Regions from separate parts of the Mus musculus genome. Here region 2 is linked to region 1. Evidence: chromatin contacts called from public HiChIP or PLAC-seq data. All regions are on one chromosome and are shown on one strand. The core of a region is the stretch at or near the end of the contact, and the rest is flanking DNA. Distances in the headings are between cores, read along the strand shown. Region 1 overlaps Elovl2 (elongation of very long chain fatty acids (FEN1/Elo2, SUR4/Elo3, yeast)-like 2). Region 2 holds the start of Smim13 (small integral membrane protein 13).

Evidence for each region. HiChIP or PLAC-seq counts read pairs in DNA pulled down with a chosen protein or histone mark.
Region 2: an H3K27ac HiChIP or PLAC-seq map of hepatocytes shows a contact between it and region 1, with 3 times the contacts expected there. The contact joins the promoter of Smim13 here to the enhancer-like site in region 1. A contact is called at or near these places in 8 of 484 Hi-C or Micro-C datasets (Sertoli cells and liver), 2 of 115 datasets of contacts at active chromatin or transcription factors (hepatocytes and liver) and 1 of 9 other capture datasets (embryonic stem cells).

The regions. Positions count from the first base shown.
Region 1 is chr13:41,191,935-41,194,675 of GRCm38.p6, reverse strand. It overlaps Elovl2 (elongation of very long chain fatty acids (FEN1/Elo2, SUR4/Elo3, yeast)-like 2), which reads left to right. Exons shown (of 8, transcript NM_019423.2): 3 at 1-29; 4 at 2,711-2,741. Among named protein-coding and RNA genes, the nearest start is that of Elovl2, 27 kb to the left of the region's middle. Within about 2 kb of position 1,370, at least 2 of the 459 cell types and tissues checked have an H3K27ac peak or open chromatin away from gene starts, as enhancers often do. A contact at or near this core is called in hepatocytes, where this site is marked.
Region 2 is chr13:41,248,463-41,251,203 of GRCm38.p6, reverse strand. It overlaps Smim13 (small integral membrane protein 13), which reads right to left and starts at 1,360. Exons shown (of 2, transcript NM_001135577.2): 1 at 890-1,360. The coding sequence starts at 965.

The DNA.
Region 1 (2,741 bases), core at 121-2,620:
CACTTCTTTCTGCGTATATGCTGGTGGAGGTAAGTGGCTGTGGCCTGCACTCTGGCTTGCTTCACTCAGCACGCATCTGAGTTTGAGAACTGGTTAGGTGGACCTTCCAGAGCTGTGCAAGGTTGCAGTTACTGCTTCTCTACCCTGCCAGAACCTGAGAACGTTGTTCTCGCACTGATGCTCTGCCTATCCAAAGTGTCAGAAGCCCTTGTTCAACTTGAGTTTGGGCCTATTTCTGTGTTCCTTAGCCAAATTAAAATTAGAATCGTGACTTGGCTTGAAAGGGCTTTGGAAGGTCATGTCTTATACTTTTCTTCCTTTATATACAGTATGAATCTAAGGCTTAGAAGAGTACTCTGTATTGTAAAGGTCAAGTTTCACATGCAGTTAGTGTACAAGTTCATGTACAGAGATGCAGATGCTCCCGTGCAGAGTCCTACCCAGTCTTTGGAATGTGCTGGCAAGGCTGGCTTGACGCTAGTCGGCTCCAGCTGCCTACAAGCCTTCACCCTTTAGCTGCTTCTCAGCCTGCACAGCATCAAACCAAAGGCAGAGGCAATGGCCACTTTGCCCAATACCAGGAGAAATCTGAAAGTATTCAACTTGCTCTAGCAAAAAATAAAGAAGAGACAAAACCAGTCATTTTTAAGGAAAAATTAGGATGAAGCCACCCATCCATAAAGGTTATAAATGGGTAGTAATGATGCACCATGTCGGACTTTCCCACTGTCCATGAGTTTTAAAAGGCGGTACATGCTTGTCTTAAAATGCAGGTTTCTCACTGTGACCTAACTTGTGCACTAGCTAATGTTCGCCATGTTAATAGTAGCCATTAGCTATTGCCATAGTGACTGAAATGAAGTGCTGGTGGGTGGAATCTGTGGAGAGAGAAGCTGTATAAACAGTCTCAGTATCTTAGCACACAGGGGCCACTACGTCTTCTGACACAGAAAGACAACTGTAGGTTCTTTATTAAAGTGTATTTAGTATAGTAGGTGTAAGCTGGTCAGATAAAGTGATGGATTTAGTTCTTCTAACACAGACTTTTTCTATGTAGCACTGGCTCTCCTGGAACTCACTATATAAACCAGGTTGGCCTTGAATTCATGAGAGGTTCATCTACCTCTGCCTCCTGAATGCTGGGAATAAAAGTGTGTGTCACACACACACACACACACACACACACACCAGGAGCAAGCCTGGAAACCCACAGCATTGCATGCAGGCTGCAGCTGCAAGTAGTTTGGATTGAGGTGAAGAGGGCGGGCTGAAGCCAATAAACTGACTTCAGGTGAGGTTTGGAGTTACTGCGTTCACACCAGCTTAAGGCTACTCTTCTTTGACAAGCTTGTTTAATTTCTTTCAGTACAAAGGTCAGATTAGATGACTCTGGTACACAAGCCAGTTAGAGGGTTGTGAATAGCCCAGGAGGCAGCTTCCTAATTCTGCTACAGCTACCAAGTGGTTAGAAAGGTAGAACAGGATCGATGACAGCCTGACAAACAGAATATCCTGGTCTTCACGCTAAGGGTCACACTGCACTGTTAGTATAGAAAGCAAATGTATGTATGTATGTGTGTGTGTGTGTGTGTGTGTGTGTGTGTGTGTGTGTGTGTGTCTTAACCCTTTAGCTACAGCTCTCATCCTTCAGGTGTTTTAAATATCTGTATGCAATGTAGCTTTCTTAGTCTGAAAACTGCACCAGCACACACAATAAACATACTTACCCTCACTTATCCTTTCTGGGATCCTGGGTCTCCAGCCTGCAGCAGGTGGGCATCAGGGACATGAGCAGAAAGCCCAGGAGGCTGCCAGGACCTGGTCCATACTAGAGTGCCTTGGGAAACTCCGAGTTTCTGCACTCGATGGCCTTACTGACCCTCGGAACCACATTACCTGATGATGCTGCTGTGAGAAGAGAGAGACACCAACTACATCTGGACAGTGACGAGGCCAAGGCTCCAAACATCAGTTGCTTAGACATCAGTAACGTTAAGGCAGAGGAAAATTCTAGGCTTGGCCTCGTCCAGGAAAACTTTATCTTCTAGAATTTAAAATTGTTACAGGGAGAGAGCTGCTTTTGTAGGATTTTCAGTGAGGCATGTTTTCTCATGTCACAGAAAGAACAGAAAAGAATGAATTAGGAACTCTGAGTTGCAGTGATGTGCCCACCACTGCTTGGCTGTGGCCCTGAGCACATCGCTCATCACCACTGTCTCGCTTTCTCTGGGAATGGGACAAAGATGGCTAGATGACCTGCTTTTTGTTAGAGAATAGTGGGGAAGGTAGTCACGCAAATTATTTGATTATCAAGTAACACAGACACTAAAAAAAATACAAGGAGTGTCTGACCTCTTTAAATATCTATAAAATTATAATGTACATCTCATAGGATTATTGAAACTGAAAAGATTAGAGTTATAAACAAATGTGAGGAAACTTCACTATATTGTAGAAACAGACAGCTTTGGGGTGACCTGAACAGTTAGAAGACAAAAACACGTGCTGGGATCTGCTCACTGTGAGTGGTGATCCCTTGCTAGTGCTGGAGGACAAAACTGGGTCTGATTCGGGACTGCTTCTGCCCTGAGTACGAGGTGACGTTAGTTGGGATGTGTCATTCCGTATCACCGCAGCCTTGTTGGGATGTGTTGTTCAGTATCGCTGCATCCTGGTGTTGATCTCTTTCCCTTTCTTGGTGCTCTGGCAGCTCATCCTCTCCAGCTGGGAAGGAGGTTACA
Region 2 (2,741 bases), core at 111-2,610, 57 kb before region 1:
TTAAATACACATATAGGTGTCTAAATATGTAAGTGCATATCTTTCCAAATATAGCTACTGGACTGAGCATTAACTATGTAAGAATAAGCTTTACAGTATTTATAAAATTTTAACCCAATACTCCATCACTTCAAACCCATACTTGGTCTTCTAAATACCAGTGCTTACTGTCATTTATTTGAAATACTCTCCAAACTCTCACAATTGTTCAGTCTCCTGGCTGAGACCTGTGGTTATCAGCTATGTGCATAACGAATTAAGAGGGATGGAAAACACGCCATGAGAACAGTTTAACGTTCCTTCCCTCCTGGGAAGAGAAGTACACAGCAGCAGACCAAACAGCCCCAGGACAGCAGAACCAAGATAAGGTTCCCTGACCCTGGAAGTTTATTACCGCCAGTGGTGTTTTTTTTTTTTTTTTTTTTTTTTTTTTTTTTTTTTGGCTCTGCCCATTATCAAGTAGGCTGGGAATTTGGTTAAAGCCTGAACTTGGAAGTAAACAAACAGCTTCACGTGCGCTGGAAACCCAAAAGGTGATGAAATCTCTCACTAGGTTCAGAACATCCAAATAAAAAGATGAAACCGATCACTGCTCCTTCGAATACAGGCCACGGTGAAAGATCTGGGTAGGCTGTGGCATTATGGCAACCAAGGACAAACCTGCCGGGGAAGCAGAAACGTGCTTCTACCTCGAGTCAGGATGCCAGACCTGAAGGTTCGCTGAGCCTGAAGGTTCGTGATGCCCGGGCGACCTGCCCTGAGCAAGAGGCATGACTCCTCTAAACTCGGTCTTGGGAGCCCGGTGGCCACCGAGACCACCGAGGTGATCACCGTGGACACTTGTCCACGCGAGCTTTCCCGACCGCCCCCGGCGTTACCCCCCACTCACCGCACACCATCAGCAACAGGACGATCAGCAGCGTGGCCACGAACACCAGCAGGGTCAGCCCCACGTTGTGCCACATTTTGAGAGCTGGGGGGTGGGCGCGGGCTCAGCGGCGGGCGGCAGAGCGGCGGGGCGGCATGGACCGCGGGTGCCCGAGGGCAGCGCCCCCAGGGGGCGGAACTTGGCGGTGCGGGGGCGGGCCGCGACGGGACCGGCCCTCAGACCTGCCCCCGGCCGGGGCGACCGAGTCGCTGGTGGAGCGGGCCTTGGGACGCCACTACCGCCTCCTCATCGCTCCGGGGAGCCGGAGCCACGGCGAGCGGAGAGGCCGGCGACGGACGGACGCGCTGCCATGGCGGACGTCGAGGCGGGGAAAGAGTGATCTGGAGGTGGCGCGGCGAACGCCAGGCCCTGGCTGCAGCTCACTCGAGGTCCCCCTCCTCCCTCGGAGACGCCAGATGTCAACCACTCCCCGAGGCCGCTGCAGCTGCTCCTCCGCTCCCCGCCCCCTCCCCCGCGGTAGCTCATCACCAAGCACCCACTCCGCAGCGACTCAGCCGCTGCGCGAGGCCTGCTGGGTAATGTAGTGCAAAGATCGGCGAGAGCTCCAGGTCTCCGCCCAGCAACGAACTACCACTCCCAGGAGTCAACGCTGCTCCGGCTTCTCCTTGCTCTCCTTTCCCGTCCCCTGTGCCTTTGGTGTTCTTGAGCCGCCACCTCCAACTTAGAGACTGCTGATTCTTGTTCTCAAGACTGTGCGTCGGACTGTCTCCCTGCCGAGGTGCCAGTTACATTTCAGCCGTTAATTCAAATACAAAATTGGTTTTAGTGAGCAAAAGGGAAAAGAGGATGGCTGTTGCCTGAAAAACAGGTTGTACTTGAACCCAACCTATTGCTCCCGGCAAAGGTTAGTTACTTGTGAGGAAATAAGTCCCCTGACGTCAGAATCTGGAAAGCCTTCCCCCTCCCCCAGCAACAGATGTTGTGTTGTGTTTTCACAGATAGTACGCTTCAGAAGTAACTGGTGAGTGACTTAGAGACATCTGTGCTCTTAATTCACCTACCTGTTTAGCAAGTTTCGTTCTGTTGTCTCCTTTAATTCAAGCAACATCTGGCCAACAGCCAAAGGTTTTGCCACATTTGCTTGAACTAACTTCTGAAAAACAAGGTATTTATCTCAAGTCCTTTTTTTCTATTTGAAATTAAAACTCCCAGTTCTGCCACATCTGTTAACGCAAGAGGTGATCAGCCCTTTCCTCCCTGAGAAATCAAGGCTTTCGCCTTCCACTGCAACTCTGTGCTAGCCATTCCCAGATGCCCTACTGTGTAAACTGCTTTCCAGCTAAGACGCAGCATAAAAATACATCAAGGCATTACTGGCTTTGCGCAAGATTTAATATACAGTTCCTGTGGAGAGAGTTGAGCTCGATGCAATAAATTTAGAAATCAACTTATTCATTTTTAGCAGATGATCCAACTCACTTGCATAACGGAGCACGTTTGATTTACAATCTGGTTGAAAGGAATACATTTGAATAGATCTAGTTCAAAAGAAATCAGGAAGAATCCAGACCTTTTTACCTTCTCTTTCATTCACATACAACAAACACTTCTGTGTGCTCTGGACTTCTTTGAGGTGCCAAGGATAAAGCCATGGCAGGGGCTGGTGAGATGGCACTGACTGCCCTTTCCGAAGGTCCTGAGTTCAAATCCTAGCAACCACATGATGGCTCATGACCATCCGTAATGAGATCCGATGTCCTCTTCTGTCAGAAGACAGCTAGAGTGTACTTATGTATAATAATAAATAAATCTTTAAAAAAAAGTCATGGCAATACAGACAATAACATAAATA